Regions from separate parts of the Mus musculus genome. Here all the other regions are linked to region 2. The links are chromatin contacts, called in public HiChIP or PLAC-seq and promoter capture Hi-C maps. All regions are on one chromosome and are shown on one strand. Each heading gives the region's core, a stretch centred on a gene start, on an enhancer-like site or on the middle of the called end of the contact. The rest is flanking DNA. Distances are from core to core; before and after follow the strand shown. Region 1 has its middle 6.0 kb from the start of Gm32121. Region 2 holds the start of Oxsm (3-oxoacyl-ACP synthase, mitochondrial). Region 3 has its middle 70 kb from the start of Slc4a7. Region 4 overlaps Slc4a7 (solute carrier family 4, sodium bicarbonate cotransporter, member 7). Region 5 has its middle 19 kb from the start of Slc4a7.

The links. Promoter capture Hi-C pulls out the DNA fragments that hold promoters and counts their contacts. HiChIP or PLAC-seq counts read pairs in DNA pulled down with a chosen protein or histone mark.
Region 1: an H3K27ac HiChIP or PLAC-seq map of microglia shows a contact between it and region 2, with 5 times the contacts expected there. The contact joins the enhancer-like site here to the promoter of Oxsm in region 2. A contact is called at or near these places in 3 of 39 promoter capture datasets (the 3T3-L1 cell line, cranial neural crest and hippocampal neurons), 4 of 115 datasets of contacts at active chromatin or transcription factors (astrocytes, differentiating embryonic stem cells, microglia and 1 more) and 2 of 9 other capture datasets (adipose tissue and liver).
Region 3: a contact with region 2 is called in an H3K27ac HiChIP or PLAC-seq map of double positive thymocytes, with 6 times the contacts expected there. The contact joins the enhancer-like site here to the promoter of Oxsm in region 2. A contact is called at or near these places in 2 of 39 promoter capture datasets (the C10 cell line and pre-B cells), 9 of 115 datasets of contacts at active chromatin or transcription factors (the 230-238 cell line, astrocytes, bone marrow-derived dendritic cells and 6 more) and 2 of 9 other capture datasets (adipose tissue and liver).
Region 4: an H3K27ac HiChIP or PLAC-seq map of bone marrow-derived dendritic cells shows a contact between it and region 2, with 8 times the contacts expected there. The contact joins the enhancer-like site here to the promoter of Oxsm in region 2. A contact is called at or near these places in 8 of 39 promoter capture datasets (the 3T3-L1 cell line, the C10 cell line, cranial neural crest and 4 more) and 4 of 115 datasets of contacts at active chromatin or transcription factors (astrocytes, bone marrow-derived dendritic cells, embryonic stem cells and 1 more).
Region 5: a promoter capture Hi-C map of embryonic stem cells shows a contact between it and region 2, with 2.8 times the contacts expected there. The contact joins the enhancer-like site here to the promoter of Oxsm in region 2. A contact is called at or near these places in 3 of 39 promoter capture datasets (the C10 cell line, embryonic stem cells and hippocampal neurons), 4 of 115 datasets of contacts at active chromatin or transcription factors (acute myeloid leukemia, astrocytes, large pre-B cells and 1 more) and 2 of 9 other capture datasets (liver and macrophages).

Annotation. Positions count from the first base shown.
Region 1 is chr14:17,411,541-17,415,942 of GRCm38.p6, reverse strand. No RefSeq gene overlaps it. Among named protein-coding and RNA genes, the nearest start is that of Gm32121, 6.0 kb to the right of the region's middle. Within about 2 kb of position 1,547, at least 53 of the 459 cell types and tissues checked have an H3K27ac peak or open chromatin away from gene starts, as enhancers often do. A contact at or near this core is called in adipose tissue and microglia, where this site is marked.
Region 2 is chr14:16,239,972-16,244,946 of GRCm38.p6, reverse strand. Oxsm (3-oxoacyl-ACP synthase, mitochondrial) reads left to right here and starts at 1,616. Exons shown (of 3, transcript NM_001359883.1): 1 at 1,616-1,657; 2 at 2,149-3,156; 3 at 3,877-4,975. The coding sequence starts at 2,180. The coding sequence ends at 4,279.
Region 3 is chr14:14,630,463-14,635,267 of GRCm38.p6, reverse strand. No RefSeq gene overlaps it. Among named protein-coding and RNA genes, the nearest start is that of Slc4a7, 70 kb to the left of the region's middle. Within about 2 kb of position 2,002, at least 282 of the 459 cell types and tissues checked have an H3K27ac peak or open chromatin away from gene starts, as enhancers often do. A contact at or near this core is called in the 230-238 cell line, adipose tissue, astrocytes and 7 more, where this site is marked.
Region 4 is chr14:14,798,155-14,802,524 of GRCm38.p6, reverse strand. Slc4a7 (solute carrier family 4, sodium bicarbonate cotransporter, member 7) reads right to left here. Exons shown (of 26, transcript NM_001360504.1): 26 at 2,582-4,370. Among named protein-coding and RNA genes, the nearest start is that of Nek10, 20 kb to the left of the region's middle. Within about 2 kb of position 1,559, at least 42 of the 459 cell types and tissues checked have an H3K27ac peak or open chromatin away from gene starts, as enhancers often do. A contact at or near this core is called in bone marrow-derived dendritic cells and neutrophils, where this site is marked.
Region 5 is chr14:14,681,721-14,686,249 of GRCm38.p6, reverse strand. No RefSeq gene overlaps it. Among named protein-coding and RNA genes, the nearest start is that of Slc4a7, 19 kb to the left of the region's middle. Within about 2 kb of position 1,524, at least 59 of the 459 cell types and tissues checked have an H3K27ac peak or open chromatin away from gene starts, as enhancers often do. A contact at or near this core is called in pro-B cells, where this site is marked.

The DNA of each region.
Region 1 (4,402 bases), core at 298-2,797, 1.2 Mb before region 2:
CTTTCCCTGATGTGGACCCTCCTCTGTAAACTTTGTATACATTTTGTATACTTTGTAAACTTTGTAAACCCTCAAGACAGAATAGTGACCAGGCCTCTGCCTAAAGCTCTCCTTCAGCCAGGCTCTTCCCCAAGACCTCCCTAACTGCCACAATAGCTCTTTCATTCTCTGTAAGTGTCACAAAGGTTATGGCCAATAGCCTCAATAAGGCACTCCCCAGATTATGCTAATTTTATTAGCTATCAAAGTGTGTAAGAGCGTGCACTCTTACACACACACACATACACATAAATTATGAATTTAGTATTGCAGAGAAGGAATGAATACAAAAGACTTGGTATTGCATAAAAAATTATTTTAAAATATTTTACATAGACTTATGTTAGCTTGTCCCTTTCGCTTTTCCTCCTGATGATACTGTTGGAAGATCTTTCCCTTGTCCTATCACTACTGGGCCTCAATCAGAAGAACTCAGGTCACAAAGAGTGCTGTCTGGGCCAGAGATGATTGCCTGGGTAGACATATAGAGATAATTTAAACCTAAATATGTAACACATTTTATTTGTTCTACTTAATTATGAGAAAAGGAAGAAAGCTATTTTAGAAGAGAGATGGTTGCAGCAGAGGTGCTAAACTTCTTATAAAATTCACAGTAACATTGTAAGAAACGGATATAGGATCTTAGTAAAACAACTATGCAATTCAAAGTATTCCAGCAAGGTAAATAGCTCTCAGAATAGCAGAAGGGAGCAAACAAACACCCCTACAGAGGGTTTTTATTCCTAAAGCTAGGAAGTCTCCTGTGTCACATTGAGTAGAGGAATATGACTTCACATTCTTATGCTACTGGGTAATACAGTTTACAGGGAGACAGTAAACTTCAGCATATATTTTTATTCAACATCAGAGGAATTTGAGTTCCTGCCAAGTGGCTTCTTTACAATTATTGTCCGAGTGAAGTTTTACTTATTTAAATCTTTGGAAGAAAAGGCAGTGCATTTTGTTTAGGTTTACTACACATGCTCACACAGTGGGTCTTCCTGAAGGCTCTGTAAGGGAACACTTATAGAGTGTGGCCTTAGGGGTATTCTGTGTAAATTGGTTCTTCATGGACCTGTGAAGCTGTCCTCAGTCTGGACAATCAGCAAACTCTGATAAAGCCCCAACTCTCTACCATGCATTACACAAGGAACTGAGGCAAGCCCTGTCACCAGGAAGAGCTCACATGCTAGAGCTCATTTACTACTGTGCAAGTAACAAAGAGGAAGGAATAGTGCTAAGACATGATGAGAGCCTGCAGGGGCTGGGATAGCAGCAGTGTAGGAGAGATCCAATGTAATGGGCTATGGAGGGTAAGATTGCCTCAGACAAAAAGAGATTTTGTCAAAGAGTAAACGAGAGATCAAAACACTTAGGAAAGTTCAGTGGGTCTAAGGTATGAGAACTGAGAACAAGTGGTCATGTGACGAAGTTACAGAGCCGCATAAGCACTGAAGTCCAGGAAGTGCTGAGTCATGACATGTTGCAAACAGATGAGCATTTTGCAATTGTTTTTCTCACGGTGTGAAAAGTTTGGTCTCTCTTAGATCACTGCAGAAGCCAGCTATGGGGTGAGAATAAGTGTCTGCTCATCTATACAGAAGTATCATCTATACGGAAGTATCATCTATATGGAAGTATCATCTATACGGAAGTATCATCTATACGGAAGTATCATCTATACGGAAGTATCATCTATATGGAAGTATCATCTATATGGAAGTATCATCTATATGGAAGTATCATCTATATGGAAGTATACAGAGTATCTTCTACAGAAGACATTCAGGGAAGGGGGAACAAGGGTCTAGGCTGCCACCATGGCCCAGTCCAGCCTGGTCCAGATAGGAGGTCTTGAGACTGGAATGTGACCAGCTGCCCAGAAGGCACTAGGTGCTCCTATTTGGGTTGTCCATGGCTCATGAGCTCTCCCTGAGGGATGAACTTCCACATGCATCCAGTGCTAAACATCTGCAGGAAGCCCCTCTTGGCCAAGAGCAGTTCTCTGGAAGTAGCTCATGAGCAAGTCAGAAGTAAATCCCAGAGATGCTGAATGAGAGCACAAAAGAACTTCAGGAAACCTGGCAGAGCACTGGGATTATCCTCACTGCCCGGAAAGATGGACAGACAAGGTGTGCTAGCCAAGGTACAGCAGTGCGTACAAAACACTACAGTAACAATTTAAGACCCTGGCAAGCCTTAGCTTACTGGGGACTCCCTGAGTGAACAACACAGAGCCAGGAATCAATGCAAAAAGCAAGAAGAATTTGTTGTTCCAACATGTTGGGGTCGAACATGGAGAGAGAGGACAACCACAAGCAACCTTTATACAGTTCTCCAGGAAGCAGCCATTAGGCACAATGTGATTGGCAGAGCAGTGTGACTTTTAAACTGATTGGTCTATAGGGAATGAGGTAGGTGGCCAAAGGTCTTGGAATGTGTCTACCCCTACCCGCAGGTGGCCGGTGGTCAGTCCCTCCTCCCTGTGGTCTGAGGAATGTAATTAGCCCCTCCCTTCCAGAGGGGAGGGGTGCCTATGTTCTTTATGACCATTTGTTTCCAGGAGGGAAGGGGTCTGGTATAAAGTTCCTTGAGATGCCAAAGCTTTTAAATTCAGACTCCACTTTAGAGAACCTGACCTAACTTTGAACTCAGGTAGACTAACAGGTTGGTATCTAGCATTAGTTTCCAAATTGCCACCAACAAAAGCTGAGCCTAGCTCCAGTATCTAAGCTAATCCTCAACAAAAGCAGATTTTCTAGGTTACACCACCAACAAGACCAGTGTCTCTTGGCCCCCAACAAACCTGCACTCCAGGTTACAAGCCCACCCCTTGAATAATGACCACCAAAGCAGAGGGGAGCAGAAGTTAAGTTTATGATATGACTCCCAGAACCAGCCAGTTATGTTAAAGGCCACAGCAGCTTTCTAATTAGATGCTTGCACGCATATTCCCTGTTTCCTGATTACTAGAAAGCCTTGCCCCGTAGACCTTTGCGTCTTCTCCACCACCAAACCCATCCTGCATGATGGTGGTGCATTGAGGGAGTCTGAGCTAGCTGGAATAGAATAAAGACATTGCTGTGAGCATCAGAATGGCTCCTATGTGTTTTGGGGGATCACGAACATTTCCGTGGCACAACAACCTCTTCAACATAAGCTCAAATAATTATGGACAGTGTTTAAGAAGAAAGGCACCTATAGCCAAGAATATGCTCTACTCTATAAAACACATGTAAAATTTAGAGTAACACTGTGGGAGCATCCCCAGACTTTGAACTGATGCACAAACCAATGGAAATGCTTCCAGTGCGAAGACAGAGCCCAGACTAGGATGGAGCTGAAGAAAAAAAAAAATGTGTGAAGCATCCATTGGCCAGTAAGGAGCTTAGCTACTGGGTTTTAGTTAATTAATTCTTGATACATGGCCTCACCAGCCCTGTCTAGACTGGAATTCTCCATGTAAGCATCGCCAGCCTATAACTCACAGAGATCTGCCTACCTCTCCTTTGCTGAGATTAGAGGTGAGTGCTGTTTGGTTGTTGTTGTTGTTGTTGTTGTTGTTGTTGTTGTTTTAATGAGTCTCAGTCTGTAGAGGAGTACTGAAAAGATCTATGCAGGCATCTCTTCTGCTGTATTCTTAGCTAGTCTCTCAGAGTTTATTTACTAAAAGGAAGACAACATATTTTTTTCTGAAAGTGTTGTTGGTTGGATGCCCTTGGAAAAAGCAAACAGATGAATCAAGGCATTAGTCTCATTAGCTTATACTAAAATTCTGCCCTCTTTCTGAAATACGTCTTTGGCTGCTCTAGTTGGTTTCACTAATGGAAAGACTGGCTGAAAAAGTGTGCAAGAAACATAGTGTACTGATTCCATTTGATAATTGCCTCTAGAGCTCCTTGGGGAAAACACATATCTGAAAATGGAATTTTTATAACATTCTCAAAATAATCCTTGAATAACTTAGAAAATAGGTTTGTCAATTAATCTTTTGTTCAGTGTACATCTTGCAGAGCCAGTCAGTACAGACATGTTCAAAACATTCCTTCCTGTCTTTGGGAATCAGCAATATCTCTTTAGTAACAAGATATATAGAAGACAGTGTCCCAGAGTAGAGGCCAAGTGTGTAGGAGTAAGTTCCCATTGCTTATGGAAGATAGAAAGTGCCGAAAATAAGGCATTTTATTTACCTAGCCACAGAAGTCATGCCTATCATATATTTCTTTTAACTTGGATTTCCTTTCAGGGTAGCAAGAGGCTCTAAAAAAACCCAGCTTTTAAAACATTCTTTCTGTTTTTAAACCTTCCTTGTCCATAGGACTGTACCCCCTGGCTGGTCAGCGGTAATAGCTGGCTTTTGTTT
Region 2 (4,975 bases), core at 367-2,866:
AACAATACGGTAATAATTCACATATAGCTGTTATTATGATTTTAAAAACTTCTTAACCCTTTCCAGATGGAAGTAAAATGATCACAGAGAGAAATATAAATATACATTATGGTCTTGTTATATCACGTTTTATGTGGGTGCATTGTTTTGAGAACAATTCTTTCCCTGGGAAGATGTAAACAAATACCCAGCCTCTTTATAAAGCAACAACAATAAATCAAAGCAAAATCCCCAGGTCCGACTTAGGGCACTCTAAGTTTATTCAGCTTACTTCAGAGCATGGGTGAAGGGTTCCTTACAGGAGTAAGTGCCTAGGGCATCTGCACGGCCAGAAAGTTTCACTGCAGCATGGATGATGACATGACTTCTCCATGGCTGCATAGACAGAGTTCCCCTTTCAGCTAACCTTCCACAGTCCACATACCCCAATGCCTTTTGAGATCAGAAATTTGTATGTAAAACAAATTGCCAAAAGGTACTGGAGGAAACAGCACAATTTTCACTGCAGGGAGATCATACTAAGCAAATGGTGAGCTACTGGATCAGGAACAAGTTGAATTTTCTTAAACATTTTAGACAGAGTAGACAATAAATCATATCCAGGAGTAATGAGGAAATAGCTAAACTTACCTCAGATTCTTTTCTACATTTGGAAAGCAAGCATACGTGGCAACGATGGCCTGAAGAGGTTATTGCCCACAAGAAAATATATAATCATGACTACAAGATAGCATAGTCTATCCTTTATCTGAAGAAAAAGCAAAGCTCACACGTGGGACAGACTTGAACAGTTAATAGACATCCCCTGGCTGTGTTGCTACTTATCCTACTTATCCATTACAGATTTATCTCTGAGCAAGTAAAACTTTCGTAAGCTCAGGAATTTCCACTTCAGATATTGGGCAATCTTCTGGTCACTTCCTGTCATGAGTCAGCCCTTTTTATTGTTACAGAAGTAGCTGTTTACATCATTTGCTAAAGTAAATAAAGGTAAGGAAAAATGGAGGTAGAGGGGACACCATAAGCACTGCAGATCACTACAGACGTTAGGTTTTGTTATATTTTAAAGACAAAGTCTTCAGGTTGGTAGCCCAGGCTCCCTTTGCACTCTCTCCACAGCTGAGGACAGAGCTCCTGATCCTCTGCCGCCCAGGTGCTGAAATTGAGCGGTACCATTATCTGATCTCTTTGCAAACCTTTAAAAGTTTTGTAACTAACGTCTCCTAACAAATTCTCAACGTCTTTGCACATTTCTAAGTATTCAGCCATAGTATTATTTTATTGTCTACGTGGCATTTAGATGTTTCCCCAAACGACCTCGGTTTCTTGGTGACATTCTGAAGAGTTCTATGAATATTTTCTACAGAGCTACCAGGGAGGCTACAGCTATAGGTCCTCCCCGGAATGTCCTGGGGAAATGACAGCCGCCCTTCTCTGGCAGCACAGGAATATCTAGGCATTATCGCTGTTGACTAGGTGAGGTTTCCCAAGCGATCAAAACAGGCTCTGAGGCTAGAGCGGGGCACTCACAACCCGGAACCCGGAGGAAGCTCTGGCCGGAGCGTCTGACCTCTGACATCAGGCACCGGGCGGAAACGCTGCGCTGCGGATGAGTGCGCATGCGCACTCGGTGGGCGCCCGCAAAGGCTTGTTTCAGGTAGTGACTGCAGTGTGCACCCGGGTTTCAGGGTAGGGGTGGAGGGCGTCGCGTGGCTGTGAATCCCTGAGAGCTCCTAACGCTGAGCTCGGGAAGTTACACCCGGCCTTCCTAATACGGCGGTGCTGGGCTGTGGCGGGACCGCCTGAAAGGTTATCTGCCCTACACGGAAGTAGATAAAGTGCACAAGGCAGAATGGGCCTGAGGCGGCCTCCTGTGCATTAATCTTAGAAATGCCACATGGACTCAGTCCACACTGTACAGTAATCTTCGGTGAGCCTGAAGAAGGATGCCCCCTGTAGGGTGGGTTGGCGTTGTAAAACCCAGTGAGCTAGCTATCAGTTGACAGTCTGAAGGACCTCATAGATTACAAATAAAAGTTAAGTCCAAGCGAGGGTTGCATTTCTCTGTGACCACAGTCACACCTAGGGTGTGTGTAAGATTCTACTGTCGTTTAAATGATGCTTGCTGTCTCTTGTGGTCTATTCCAGGAATGTGTTTCTGATCTTCTGAATTTCAACCATGTTGTCAAAATGCTTGCAACATTTTCTAAAAGCCACAATCTCCCATCCATATCCAGCGTCATATTCTTGGTTAATAAGCAAACACAGATTTTATGGAACTGTGCCAGCAGCCATGTTGCGCAGACGAGTTGTCATCACAGGCATTGGCCTAGTGACACCACTTGGCGTTGGGACTCAACTAGTTTGGGATCGGCTTCTCCGAGGAGAAAGTGGAATTGTTTCTGTGGTTGGTGATGAGTACAAGAATATCCCTTGCAGTGTAGCTGCTTATGTACCAAGAGGTCCACATGAAGGTCAGTTTAATGAAGAAAACTTTGTGTCCAAATCAGATGCCAAGTCCATGTCTTCTTCCACCATCATGGCTGTTGGGGCAGCAGAGTTGGCCCTGAAAGACTCCGGCTGGCATCCGAAACGAGAAGCAGATCAGGTGGCTACTGGCGTTGCCATTGGCATGGGCATGGTTCCTCTTGAAGTTATTTCTGAAACTGCTTTGCTGTTTCAGACCAAAGGTTATAATAAAGTCAGCCCATTCTTTGTCCCTAAGATTCTGATCAATATGGCTGCAGGCCAGGTTAGCATTCGCTACAAACTCAAGGGCCCCAATCACTCAGTGTCCACAGCCTGCACCACAGGTGCACATGCTGTGGGAGACTCCTTTAGATTCATAGCCCATGGTGACGCAGATGTGATGGTGGCTGGGGGCACAGACTCTTGCATTAGTCCATTATCTCTCGCTGGGTTTTCCAGAGCCCGGGCTCTGAGCTCAAACCCAGATCCTAAGCTAGCCTGCCGGCCGTTTCATCCAGAGAGAGATGGTTTTGTCATGGGTGAGGGAGCTGCTGTGCTGGTGCTGGAAGAACATGAGCATGCTGTTCAGAGAGGAGCTCGGATCTACGCAGAAATTTTGGGTTATGGACTCTCGGGTGATGCCGGTCACATAACTGCCCCCGATCCCGAAGGAGAAGGTGCTTTAAGGTAAAGAACGGTTGTTCTGTTCAAAATATATTTTCCTCTTAAGATACTATATTAAGGCACTATTGGAACTTCAAATTAAAAAAACATTACCTGGTCTTGGTGTATAGTATATATTCTCTTAGATCAAAGGCTTTTTAAAAATTCTTTGCTTGAAATGATTGAAAACATTTGAAAATATTTAAACAAAAATTGAATGGACTTTAGTTAGAGCCAATAGAGTTGTGTCTTTGCTAGCTTCTTATACCCCACCTTCTGTTTGGAAATCATGAGTGTGCTCCCTTCCTCAGCCTCCCTCTGAACACTTATCAGACCTGGAGAATAGAGATAGATGTGTCTAGGTATATTCTGTTCTTTTCAAATCTTTTCAAAGCAGCATTTCTTAGCCCTGAATCACCCAGGAGTCTTGTTAACATGCCAGTTCTGACTGCGGATCTAGATTGATGCTTAAGACTCTACATTTCTAACTAGCTCCAGTCTAAAGACCACACTTTGAAAAAAAGTCCTTGATTATATGATGCCATCTAAGCTTAAACTGTATTATGTTTTATCCAATTAAATCAGCCAGAAGTTTAGCAGGCTTTCCTATAAAGGGACAAAAACTAGCTACTTTTAGCTTTGTGGATCATAGGGTCTTTGCTGTGACACTGATCTTATACAAGCTACTCAGATGAACAATCTCCTGTTATTAAACTTTATTTGATAATTTTCTTCTCTTACCAGATGCATGGCTGCTGCTGTAAAAGATGCAGGCGTATCACCTGAGCAGATATCCTATGTCAACGCACATGCCACTTCCACACCACTGGGTGATGCCGCTGAGAACAGAGCCATCAAGAGGCTCTTTAGGGACCATGCTTGTGCCCTTGCCATATCCTCCACAAAGGGAGCCACTGGGCATCTTCTGGGTGCTGCAGGGGCAGTTGAGGCAACTTTTACTGCACTGGCTTGTTACCACCAGAAACTCCCACCAACTTTAAACCTGGATTGTACAGAGCCTGAATTTGATCTCAATTATGTTCCACTGGAGTCACAGGAATGGAAAGCTGAGGGTCGGTGTATTGGACTCACCAATTCCTTTGGGTTTGGTGGTACTAATGCAACTCTTTGTATTGCTGGCATGTAAACACTGGCTTTTAATGGTCATAAATTTATAAATATTATATATGTAGATATGTCTTATATCAATATCCAATGACTTTAGCACAATTGGTATTTGTATAGTTCTTTGGTAGGGAACAGGGTGCCCAGTACTTGTTATTTTATAGCATCTTGGTGTCTCCATTGAGATTTCAGTGGCAACTAGTGACAACCAGAAATGTCTATGGAGGACAGAATAACCTGCACACAGAACCATTGATTTATGTTTTTCTAGTGCACGATTTCATCCATCATGGTCCTTTTCAGATATTTATTTAGAGACCAGCTTCTCTGAGCAAGGCTGTGCTGCTCCATGGTGTAACTAACTCTAGGGTCACCACTGTTGTACAGCATATAAACAGGACTACAATACAAGTACTCCTATTTGTATCACCACTCAGCATCCCTTTAGGACAGCTGTCAGCCAGTGATTCACCCCTGACCCATGTAGTGTCCTTGGTGGAATTTCCCCAAGCTCCCAAGATTTCAGTTCTCTGAAGGAGGAAGTAAAACAGGATTTCCTTTTTCTTGCCTGTTCTTGACCGACCTCCCTCCCTTCCTTCCTTCCTTTCTTTCCTTCCTTTCTTCGTCATCTTTTTTTCGCCTTCTTTGAGACATGGTTACTCAGGTAACCCTAGCTGTCTTGGAACTCACTCTATAGACCCTGGCTGACCTTGATCTC
Region 3 (4,805 bases), core at 753-3,252, 1.6 Mb after region 2:
TCTGTGTCAGTGTCTGTCACATGTGGGAATGTCAGAAGAATGAGCAACCCCTGGAGCTAGAATTATAGACACATATGAACTGTCTGGGTGGGTGATAAAGTCCTCTAGAAGAGCCACATGTACTCTTAACCCTGGGGCTATCTTCTCAACCCCATTTGAGTTTTTGAGGCCAAGTCTTATAAATCCTAGGGTGGCTTCAAACTCCCTTTGTAGAAAGATGGCTTCTGGTCCTCCTATGTCCAGGGTCTACAGATATGTGTCAACATGCCTGCTGGGGATTGACCTGAAGACTTCATACATGCTAGGCAAGCATTTAACCAACTAAGATACACACTCAGCCCTTACTTAAAAACATAAACTCCAGTTTGCAGCACTTTGTCATCTCATCTGTGAGGTATGAACTCATTTCTTTTTTTCTCTGAAACTGGCCTCTTCTGCACAGAAAGGACTACCACACTTTCAAATACTATGCTTTTGCAAGAGACCACAGGATTCATAATCAATGTCTATCCTGAAAAGCTCCATGGCAGCTGTGCAGGAGGTGTGATGTGAGTCTGGTACAACTTGGTAGGTAGCTCATAGCTAAAGAACCAAGCCAGCATGGGAGACACGCCCCAGAGGCTTGATTCTTAGCTATACCAAACATTGAACTTAGGAGCAGAATGAGCTGCTGTGATAACATCTGACACTATCTCATTGGTCCCCTTTCTGAGAAGGTGTACTCAATATTAAGTAAGATGCAAGCTGAATTATTCTGGAAAGAGCAGATAGATAAAGTTAGCCAGAGACAGGTTTGTTAGCCACAAAGACACAATTAGGTGTGTTGATTTGGAATAGGCCTTGAGTGTCTCTTACATATATGTGTGTACAAAGTAATTAGTTCAGGAGTTCATTTGTAATAACCTAAGATACTTATCTTGAAAAACAAGGCAGTGTGACTCAAGAAAGAGCTCAGCAGTTAAGAACACTTCTTGTTCTTGCAGAGGACCCAGGTTTGTTTCCCAGAATCCTCATGGTGGGGGTCAATTATCTGTAACTCCAGTTCCAGGGGGATATAGCGCCCCTTCTGGCCACAGGAAGCAGTTTCTCCACATTCTGTACTAGACATCTATTTGGGCAAAACACCCATACACGGAGAATATAAACAAACAAACAAACAAACAAACAAACAAACAGCAAACTCAAGAAAACAAGACATGGATTCTGTTTACTTTTAAATGTCAATGCCCCAGGAAGACAGCCCCAAGTTTATCTGTTTTCCTCTTTGTAGTGAGGTGATGAGGTGCTTTCTCCTATAAATGAGAGAGGGAGCAGGTAACACTCTTTTCTTCCTCAGTGGTCAGGCTGAGAAGCCCCAGGCTTGGTTTTCATGGTCCAGACATTTCAGCCAAGTATCTGTACAGGCACCTGTATTTATGCTGTATTATGTTTCTATGTATTTATGCTAGGAATGGCAGTCTCCTGCTGCATACAAAAGGCCCAGTTTCAAATTTCAATCTCCACATTCCACTGGGCTGAAATTCAAAGCTTTTGCGGGTCTCCCTGAAGGCTTCTGGCTCAGTTGGGCTTGGACTGTGGACTCGGCTGCCCTGCCAGCCCCCCAGCCACAGCCACCTATTTTTACTTTGGCCACTCTTTCCGCTTGCCTAGGTCACATCCTTAAAAGACTCAGCCGTTCTCAACTCTCTTCTTCCTCTTTCCCGCTGTAGTTTTCAAATCTTACACACTTACCAAAGAAAGAGCGAATCTCAAAGTAAAGGCGGACGTATAAAATCAAGCCACCAACGCCCAAGTCCCACTTCTAAACGCCACAGATATTTGTTTCTTTTTACTCATTGCACCCCCCACCCCCTCCCGACTGAGAGGAGCAACGGCAGGAAGGGTGGTGACTCAAAGCCAGAGCCCCAAAAAACAAACACCCACGAATGACTCAGAAGCCGGAGCCGGGGAGATTCCAAGGTTTTCCTTACTATAAAATTCATGTGTAGACAGCACCACTGGACCTGTGGGCTCCTTAGAGCCTCGCCACCCCGCCCCTGAGAGGGAGTTTACTGGGTCAGAGAAGGGTGGATAGGACTCGAATTTCTTTTGCCAAATGTCGAGAAAATCCAACATATCCTGTATGAGTCAAAGTGCTTCGCATCTGCTTTAGAGTCTTAGTCACTGCTCTCGCCCCCTTGACTTAATTGTGATTTTAATTAGATGAATGCCTTAGAAGAGGAGGTGGAGGCCTTTCATCTAAAGCGGGGTTTTTTTTTTTTTTCCAGGCTGTGTGGTCTTTTGTTGGCTACTTGGATCTTATAATGATAAAAGGATTACTTTTATTTTAGCACTCCCCCCACCTCCCTCCCCACCCCTGCTTCGCGAAAGTTTAAAGGACCTGAACTTCGAATTTACATTTTTTTATGCCAAAGATGACGGTTTTGTGACAAAACGCTTTGAATTCCCGAGATGAAAGAGAACTCATAAAGAGAAGTTAGCCTCGCTTAATTTCTAAGCAGCTTTTGACATACATGTGTAGACAGATGTAATTCGAGGCAGCTGAGGTTAACTTCTGTGCGCTCCCTCTCTCTAGCCGAATGGAGCGACCTCTTCCTTTCACTCCTCTTCCTGAGCCAGACAGAGCCTATGTGGCCACAGTCAGGCTTGAGTAGTGGAGACACGGGCACCCGCTCCGAGCTCACACCCCGGCCCAGTGCTTTGGCGGGGCTGTGCTGTGGGGGTGGGCACTGTCTCCTTGGGGAAGGAAGAAAAGTGTAGGTCAGAAGGGCAAAAGCGTTCGGGAGGTCTTGCTGGCTTGACTTCCAAAGTCTCCCTGATTGTTGGTGTGATTCTTAGCTTAGGAGACACAGTGTTTGTTAGTCATTCACACTGGGATGATATTTAAATATCCCCAAGAGATTTGGAAGTTGCTTTTGTTCCTACCTGCAGTAGGCACTATCTGTTTCACTCCTGCCCTGTTTCTTCTTAGTTTCACACGTTACTTAACACACACGTGCAACAATGGGTTACCGCAGGAAAATGGAAAATTCCAGCTGTTATTTAAACCATGGGATCCTGAGGGTCCTGCTTAATGTTTCTTTTACCTTTTTTTGTGTTTTCAGGAGAAAACACAAAGGACTTGAACTTGCTCATTGGCTTTCTCTAAGGTTCGGAAGCAACCGAGCTGTACAGTTAAAAGGCAGATGAATGATAATTGCTATCTTCCAAGCCAGTTGATAGAGTCTGTCTGTGGAGGGGAGGTTTAGCTGGCGCCCTGGCTTGGATGTGAACCCTACAGGCTCCCATATTCATTTCGAGCTGATAGCTTGGGGGAAGGGAGGCTCCACAGTAAATTAGGAGGTGGGGCAGAGCAGGAAGAAATGGGCTGCTGGGGAAACAAACCCTGAGAGCTCTAGTCCTTCTTTCCTTCCCGAGGAGTCACAAGCCATGCTACAAGCTCCTTCACAGGTGGAAGCTCCCTGCAGAGGCGTCTCCACCACCTAGCCATCTCCAACCCCAAGGATTGTATTTGCTTCTTAGATCAGTTTCTGGTTTCCTTAGACTTGTCCTCTACTTGTTTGGTGGTACTACTACTACTACTACTACTACTACTACTACTATTTTGGAGACAGGATCTCAATATGTATAGCTTAGGCTGGCCTTGAGTTTGGGTGTTTCTAGTCAATCTCCTGACTATTTCTCGTCTGTCACTGAGACCCCCATTTCCCAAGCATGCACATGTGTACTATATAGCACCTGTACATGCTCAGGTAGGTAGGCCAGAGATAGATACTGGAAGGCTTTCCTTGACTGCTTTCCACCTCAGTTCTTTGGGACAGGGTCTCTCAGTGAGCCGGAAGCTCTCCAGTCTTGAGATCCAAACTCAGGCTCCCCTTCCCTTATAGGATGTGGACTGAGTACACAGCTCTCCACCCCAACACATGTTTTCATTCTTCCTTCTTATTGAAATCTTTTTACACAGTATATTTTGATCATATTCTTTTCCCTCCCCAATCCATCCCAGATAGCCTGCCCACCTCCCTACCACCCAACTTCATGTTCTCTCTTTCTCAAAAGACAAAACAAAACAAAATGAAAGTCAAAGATAACTAAAAAAGAAAAACATAAAATAATGAACAGTAAAACAAAACAAAAAACAAGAGCCAATTTGAACGTGGGCGCTCTCACCTCTCTCTCTCTCTCTCTCTCTCTCTCTCTCTCTCTCTCTCTCCTCTCTCTCCCACACACACTCCTCACACACACACACACAGAGTCCATTTTGTGTTGGTCAATTACTTTTGTGCATGAGCCCTGCCCTAGAATATGATTGGTATAGCCAGTGACAGTGTCCACGTCCCCTTGTCAGCGCTGGGATTTTTGTCTGGCTTGAATCTGTGCAGGTCTTGTGCATGCTGTCAGAGTCTGTGTAAATTTATGTGTGTGGTATGTATGTGTGGTATTCGTAATATGTGGGGTGTGTGTTTTTGTGTTTGTGTATAGTATGGAATGTGTGTGGTGTGTGTTGGGGGTATGTGGGTTTGTGCATGTGTTTGATGGTGTTTGTATGTGTATGTGTGTGTGTGTGTGTGTGTGTGTGTGTGTGTGTGTGCATGGTGTGGTGTGGTGGTGGTGGTGGTGGTGGTGGTGGTGTATGTGTGTATAATGTGCATGTGTATTCCCAGAACTATGAAAACTAGTCACTAGCCTATTGGGTCAAATATTGAACAGAACTTTCTCCTTCTGGTACCAACACTGCAGTGCTCAGGGCAGTTGAAGCTCAGAACCAATTTTCAGCCTTTTGTCTGGGGCATTCCTGAGTAGGC
Region 4 (4,370 bases), core at 310-2,809, 1.4 Mb after region 2:
TAGGGCTCAGAGCTAAACAAAGAATTCTCACCTGAGGAATACCGAATGGCAGAGAAGCACCTGAAAAAATGTTCAACATCCTTAATCATCAGGGAAATGCTAATCAAAACAACCCTGAGATTCCACCTCATACCAGTCAGAATGGCTAAGATCAAAAATTCAAGTGACAGCAGATGCTGTCCAGGATGTGGAGAAAGAGGAACACTCCTCCATTGTTGGTGGGATTACAAGCTTGTACAACCACTCTGGAAATCAGTTTGGCGGTTCCTCAGAAAATTGGACATAGTACTACCGGAGGATCCTGCAATACCTCTCCTGGGCATGTATCCAGAAGATGTCCCAATAGGTAAGAAGGACACCTGCTCCATTATGTTCATAGCAGCCTTATTTATAATAGCCAGAAGCTGGAAAGAACCCAGATGCCCCTCAACAAAGGAATGATACAGAAAATGTGGTACATTTACACAATGGAGTACTACTCAGCTATTAAAAAGAATGAATTTATGAAATTCCTAGGCAAATGGATGGACCTGGAGGGCATCATCCTGAGTGAGGTAACCCAATCACAAAGGAATTCACACAATATGTACTGATAAGTGGATATTAGCCCAGAAACTTAGGATACCCAAGATATAAGATACAATTTGCTAAACGCATGAAACTCAAGAAGAAGGAAGACCAAAGTGTGGACACTGCCCCTTCTTAGAATTGGGAACAAAACACCCTTGGAAGGAGTTACAGAGACAAAGTTAGGGGCTGTGACAAAAGGATGGACCATCTAGAGACTGCCATATCCGGGGATCCATCCCACAATCAGCTTCCAACACCATTGCATACACTAGCAAGATTTTGCTGAAAGGACCCAGATATAGCTCTCTCTTGTGAGACTATGCAGGGGCCTAGCAAATACAGAAGTGGATGCTCACAGTCAGCTATTGGATAGATCACAGGGCCCCCAATGGAGGAGCTAGAGAAAGTACCCAAGGAGCTAAAGGGATCTGCAACCCTATAGGTGGAACAACATTATGAACTACCCAGTACACAGGAGCTCTTGATTCTAGCTGCGTATATATCAAAAGATGGCCTAGTCGGCCATCACTGGAAAGAGAGGCACATTGGACTTGCAAACTTTATATGCCCCAGTACAGGGGAACACCAGGGACAAAAAGTGGGAGTGGGTGGGTAGGGGAGTGGGGGGGGGGAGGGTATGGGGGACTTTTGGGATAGCATTGGAAATGTAAATGAGGAAAATACCTAATAAAATATTTAAAAAAATTAAACCAGGACAAAAATCAAGTAAGAATTTAAAAGTACAGTTGTATACCGGAAATGAAGCACAGCACTGAACTTCAGAACATAAAACCTCAAGGCTGTTGCTTCCGACTAACAGCCAAAGAAGTCATGGAGTAGCATACAAAGTATTTTTGTAAACCCTAACTACCAAGCAGGAAGTCACTGTGAGAAGCTGAAGATTGACTTTGTCTTCTGTAGGATATCAAATGTGCTTCCTATTTTCTACTTCTCCATAAACTAAGTGTAATACTTTGCTTTCTTTTGCTCCATAAGGCAGTATGACACCCTGGCTCTGGATGACAGATGGTTACTCCAAACATAAGGCTCCAGCATGCACTGTGCACTAAGCATCCATGACCCCACAGACGCTCCACTGTAAGGGTAACTATGGGGGCTGAGCCATGCTTCATTATCTTGTAATACAGTTCAATCCTAGGAGACTTACCCATTTTATGTTGTTGTTTCTTTCCTTTACTATCTTGAAATGAATGTCTAAACTACGCCAAGTAAAATGCATTGAGTCCTAAGAATAGCATAAAGTAAGAAAAGACTGGAGAGTAGGCTCAGTGGTTGAAAACATTTGCAGAGGTCAGAATGCAGTTAGTCAATGAAGACCTTTACGTGGGCCATGGAGGGAAAAAGCAGAAGCACAAACTGTTTTGCAAGCACTGGAAATGAGAAAGACAAGACTGACAAGAGAACTCACCGTAGATCAGGGAGGCAGTAAGCACTACCACAAGAAACAGCCCTAAGCGAAGGATCCCCCTCCTGGTAAACAACAGTCACAATAGTCCTATGTGTGGCAAGTGTAAACTACCTCTCCCAAGTGTAACTGAACTTTCCAAAGCTATATTGTTCTTCATCTCACCCCATGGCTTAACAATTTTACAATGAGACACAAGAAGTTCTTCATATGAAAAACAGGAGCGAAGTCAATCCAAGTCAAAATAAAATTAGTCAAGAAAAACGGGCCTTGAGCAGAGAGATGAGTGTTATCAAGAAAATGTTAACACACCACAGGGTAAAGTTTCTACGTTTAAAACAGAAAGCAAAGTTGGACCGGCATTTAAAATAAACATTACCTTCAACATTTCCCAACTATAAAAAACATTTTTTTCTTCTCTTCCCCCCCCTTCCTCCCTCCCTTCCCGGCCTCTCTCTCTTCCCCCTCTTACACAAGAGCTGGGTGCAGGAGGCAGAAGCCACTCACTTTCCGTTCTCCAGCCTCAGCTTAAACAAAAAACATTTGCAGCACTCCTAACAACAAGGTAAAAAACAACAGCCAAGGCCGTGATATGTAGACTTTTATTGCTCTTTCAACTTACAATAACATCTACAGAAAATAGTTTTCTCTAACAATTAGGAAACAAATGTGAAAGGCAGGATGGTTCACATTATAGACTCAGGTAGAGACTTGTACTTCATATAGATGAAAAATATCAGGTCTACAATTTGTTTAATTGACTTTGGATTTTATTATAAAAGAAAATACCATCGCAATTATAAATGTCATAAAAATTGTAATTGTATTGAGAAGTTACACCAAGGTATCAAATATTATATAAATGGACAATAAATTTAAAATTTAATTTAAGCCTAACATAGTAAACATTGGAAGACACCTTACCCCTACAAAGCCAAAACCAAAGGAGCAAAAGAAAAGCTACAGAACAGAAACAATCAATGTGCAAAAAATGATTAGAAACCAGAGAACTGGGGCTTACCCTCTAAGTACATACAGGTTAAAAATGTAAAACAATCTTTATGTGATTCCTTTTGACCATTTACTTTCCAGAAAGTTAAAAGAGACCTTACAATGATCACATCTTATGATTAGAACACTATTTTAAAAGTTGAATGCAGCTTGGCTTTAAATTTACTTTCTAAAAATAAATAATTGTTGGGACTAAATGAAGACAGTTCATGTATTTGCACTACAAATGATAACAATGATGGAATCTACATAAATAAATTTCAGACATGTAAGTTACTTAAATAAACACTCTGAATTACAATGTTCTTTTAATGGCTCACATATCTGACTCTGTCAGGACACACATGCAGAGCTGCACACACTGCTCAAACTTCAGAAAGCTCTGGCATCACACCTCACTGTCAGAGACCATTCTTCTTTCTGAACAATTTTGAACGTGCCTTTGTGAAAGGAAAGCCAGAAAGCGTATACTCAAGCCAAGCCTTCCAGCATGTGGAAGAAACAAACACTTTGGGGATGAAAACAAGAGTTAGTGATTCTCAGCAGTAAACAAATCTTTATAAATACATGCATTAACACACAAAAACATTTCATCCTACATGTCTTAGAGAAAGCTTGGCAAATCTGAACATTGGTATGCCACGAGTTTTAAAAAAGTTAAGAGAGTTAAGAGTGATTTCATACACATACACAAACACTCACACAATATTTTAAAGACCTTGTACTTTAACTTTTGCATATCTAATATTATTAAAAATATATATAGAATCAACCCTTTAGCATTGGGAAGCTAGTTTACTGTTTTCTCAAAAGCTCCTACTTTAGATTGAAATAGCAATAGAAAGGAAATAAGTATCAGATAGTTTACACCAGGTTTCATTATAGTCTTTGTAAACGGACATCTATAAATAAATAAAATATGGTGGAGGGAAGAACGTCCTGAGGTGGCCCCATGGCCGTGGTGTTCAGTAGCACTAAGCTCCGTTTGAAAATCAAGGCATCTAAGAAAGTGCAGGGCTGTGTCTCTGAACTTATTCTGTAAATGGGTATGTACAAATTTAATTATTTTGCACCTTGAGGTAAATCAGTACATAGCAATTACTACTGCTCATATACACCTATTTAAGGCAGCATTAAAAATATATATATATATACACACACACATATATATGTATATATATATTTAAAATTATCTCTCTTGCTGTCTTGCAATGAATGTTATTCATGATTGTTATTTTCAAAAATAGCACAAGAAATGTAACCACCTGAAAGAAGCAGTAAATTACCTCTGCTCTTCAGGGGAGTAGTCCTATTAGATCACTTTGTAAGTCAAGTAGTCAAAAGAAAGCAGAAGCCATTAATA
Region 5 (4,529 bases), core at 275-2,774, 1.6 Mb after region 2:
ACAAGCCAATCTCCATGTCAAAACAAGCAAGGACTTACCATTGTCATGATGGAGAGGGAGTAGGCAGGTCTTGGCCTGCATCTTCTAGGTATCCTATGCAAGCTTCAGACTGCTGGTATCTACCTCCATCAGAGACCACTTCCCTAAACTCAGGAAGATGTCTCTCCCTGTGCTTAAAGCAGGCTTGAGTTTAGGCCACCCAGCAGTGGCTCTTGGCATGACAGAAAATTCTTAGAATGGGTTTCAAAGCCAGGACCACTAAGATCTCTCTCTCTCTCTCTCTCTCTCTCTCTCTCTCTCTCCCTCCCTCCCTCCCTCCCTCCCTCCCTCCCTCCCTCCCTCCCTCTCTCTCTCTCTCTCTCTCTCCTTACCCCCACAAGCTTTTTTTCACTTTTAGAAATGCAATAATAAGCCAAGACTCAGATTTGTTAAATGTAGTAATTTCACAGCATCTGAATTCTTTTTACAGCTTCTCTATGCTCTTGACTTGTTCAGCTGAATGGATGAGCTCTGCTGTAAACAGTTTTAAAGAATGAGTCTCCAATCATTTTTAATGCATTTTGAAGGTTCCACCTCTGAGTCACTGCTCACAGGTGTTTTTCGTAGTTAATCGTGGTAGCAGTGACCTTGGCTCCTCTAATCTCTATATTCAATTAGAATACACAATATGAACTGTGGCCCAGGATTAAGAAACAAAACTGATTTTTTTGAGACAGGATCTTATTACACAGACTAACTTCCAGTTGGTCCCCAGAGTGGTGTGACTATGGCACCATACCACTATGTTTTAGTTTTAGTTAATTTTCATTTTATTCTGTACTTTTTCCTTACTACAATGTTTTTTTTTCTGTAATTTTTTTGTTTATTTCTCCTTTTTTTTCTGAGTGACAAAGTGAATGTTAATACTTTTTTTTTAGTTCCTCACAGATTAATGAACTCTTCTTTGCCTGATAGTTCATAATTCGCATCCTTTCCAGAAACTGTCTGGAGTTGGAGAAAGCCACCTTGATAAAGATCACAGAATTTCCAGGGGACTGCAGTAACTCCAGAGGCCTGGGCCCTGCCTCAGTCTGAAGGGCTGTCCTGCACAGCAGCAATGTCCTTCCTTGTCACAGTGCTGCTTCTGAGAGTTCAAACCATGGAACTTCTGCAGAAAAATCTGAGTCTGGATTCCAGGAATGTTCCTAGAACTTCTAAATAAAATGAAAGGACCAAGACAGGTAGAACGTGCTGAGACTGAGGCTTGGTGGTACAGCTCCTGCTGAGTGGTTTCGAGGCCCAGGGCTCTATCCTGGCATTGCACAGAAAGGGAGAAAAAAGAGGAAATGAAAATAAAAGTGTTTTCATCTTCGGCTGTAGCTATTGCTCAGTGGTAGAGTTTATGCTGTATTTGCTTAGCATGTATGAGGTGCTAGCTTTGACCCCCACATACATAGCTGTCAGCTATGTCTCTCTTCAAGTCGTATATAAAAATGGTGTCATAAAAATCAAGAGATACCATGCATATTTGTCTATTTTACTAACAAAAACTTAGGAGAGAAATAAAATACATATGTATTTGCTTGACACACAAAATAAATGTAACGGCCCCTCAAGTAGGAAAGGAAATTCACGGGTGTTTCTTGAATTTTTTATTACTTTTTTTTAAATAATAAAGTGCCATTTACACTCATCTCATAATTGAAAGATTATGATGCCTTTTAAGTACAAATAATTGTGAAGATTTTTTTGGACTGAAACATTTCACCTCTCTCTGTCTCTCTGTCTCTGTCTCTGTCTCTCTGTCTCTGTCTCTCTCTCTCTCTCTCTCTCTCTCTCTCTCTCTCTCTCTCTCTTGTGTGTGTGTGTGTGTGTGTGTCTTACATTTGGAAGCTAGAGGCCAATGTCATTCCCTCAATGACTAATTATTCACCTTTATTTTCTTTGGACAGAACCTGGAAATGACTGATTCAGCTATGCTGTCTGGCCAGGACACTCCAGGGATCCTATTTCCACCTTCCCAGCACTGAGATTGTAGACTTTTACCACAATGCTCAGCTTTTGTCCATGGATTCTGGGACCCAGCAGATCCTAATGCAGGCATGCTAAACACTCTACCAACTAAGCCATCTCTTCAGCCCCTATATTTTAAACTTATTTAGGTATGAAAAAAATTGAAAGGAAACTTTTTAAATCTATTGATATTGTTTCATTGAGACAGGATCTTTCCATGAGGCCCTCGACAGCCTAGGAGTCATCGTGTAGACCAGACTGGCCTCAAAAGTGTGGTGTGCTTATGTCTGCTCAGGGCTAAGATTGCCCCTGTGAACCACAATACCTGCCTTGTATGACAGTTTCAAAGCTTAGCATACTTAAAGCACCCTATCATGACCTCTATGGCAATGCATTCTTTCCTCACCTTCACAGTGATGGAAACAAATCGAGAACCTCAAACACACTAGAATCCTTTTTTTTTTTCGATTTTTTTATTAGGTATTTAGCTCATTTACATTTCCAATGCTATACCAAAAGTCCCCCATACCCACCCACCCCCACTCCCCTACCCACCCACTCCCCCTTTTTGGCCCTGGCGTTCCCCTGTACTGGGGCATATAAAGTTTGCATGTCCAATGAGCCTCTGTTTCCAGTGATGGCCGACTAAGCCATCTTTTGATACATATGCAGCTAGAGTCAAGAGCTCCGGGGTACTGGTTAGTTCATATTGTTGTTCCACCTATAGGGTTGCAGATCCCTTTAGCTCCTTGGGTACTTTCTCTAGCTCCTCCATTGGGAGCCCTGTGATCCATCCATTAGCTGACTGTGAACATCCACTTCTGTGTTTGCTAGGCCCCGGCATAGTCTCACAAGAGAATCCTAATTACCACGGGCTGCAAGTCTCATTACATGCTCATGGTCATCCTTGGTGGATTTATATGAAATTAATTCCTACTAACTTTTTGCAAACCCAGTCAAAACAAATGAATACAAAATGGTAAGTGGGGGCTTTAGTTGTTTATTTTGAGACATATTCTTGTAATATGGCCCATGAGGGCCCTCCAACTTGTAAGCCTCCCGCCTCTACCTCCTGCACACATGTGTGTGCCACCGCACCTGGTAAGCAGGGGGCAAGGAGCTAGTTTTAAATAAGAGACAAGATTATTCATGAGAACATTCAAATGTGAAATAGTAAAGTGAATAGTGAATAGTAAAGTGAACCTAAGAGCAAGGAAGAAAATGGCCAGACATGTTGGTGTACACCTCTAATCTTAGCACTCAGGAAGCTGAGAGAAGAGAACCACCAGATGGGCTACTCTACCCCAAAACACAAAGGAAAGAAATGATAAAAGGCTATGCTTCTGCAGGGCAGGCACATCAATTACCCTTTCCCTGCTACCTGCTCCTGCCAGGTTATAGTCTGCTGGTGTGAATGTTTCATGTCTTCCTCGGCTCGCAAACTCATATGTCAAAATTCAAGATTTCGAGGTGACAGTGTAGGAAGTGGGCCTTTGGGAGGTGGTTGGTCAGAGAGGCCGCCAGCCTTTTGAGAGTCCTGAATGAGTCCTCTTGTTACCCTTTCTACCGGGGCGTTTTCAGTGAGATGACTGAATCCCATCAACCTGACACTGGATAAAACCCATACTGCTTAAAGTCTGAAGATTTAGGAGCTGAGATCTGTCCAGGAGCAATCAGGTTGGCCAAAGGGTGAGCAATCTGGAAAAGATAAGGAGGGTCTACGTCAAAGCTCTATCTTCTGGAGCTCAGCGGCATTGGGGGTTTTCTAGGGAGAGGACGGAGGGTCAGGGCAGAAAACCTGCACGCTGCGCGTCAACCTCATCCTCTATCTTTAAAGTAAAGTTTTGGATTCACGTGTAAAGTAAACAACACATTTCATTAAGGCATGTTAATACATCTGGATCATTGTACTTTCTTCTCCATTTCTGGCCTATGGTATTTTCTGCAAATTAAATCTTATAGTAACTAAAGTAAGGAGGAGTATTAGAAAGGTCACCAGATATTCTAGGGCCTGTCTATCTAAGGAGCAGTCATTTTTCTATCTCAAATGTTAGGTGGACTTCTCTTTTGAGTTTTGAATGTCCAAGGAAAGGACAATCTTCTGTATAGTGAGGATTAGTGAAGGGCAATGGACCAGGAGGGAGAGTCTGAAGGGGCAACCCTGATATGAAGAATGCTGTGGTTTGCACCCAGCCTGAGGTACTGAATGTCTTGAGTTTGAACTCCCAGTCTCTTCCATGTAATTTCTGTAGTAGCCTAAATTCAGTAGGACATAGGAGGAGTCAGTTATGTGAGCCGTAATAAGCAGGCCTTAAAATATATAACAAGGGACATGATAGACGTTTGCTTCTTACTATTTAAGTCATGGTTTCTGGCTGGCAGGTCGTTTTTCCTCTCCCTTGTCCTCATCATGCTACCCAAAGCTCACCAGGCAGGGCTGCCTTCTCCAAGGCCTCACTGGGCTTGGCTAGTAACAGGGTAAAGCAGGAGACAGCCTTGTGGTTTGAAGTAAAAAGAGGAAACTTACTTTTGGGTGC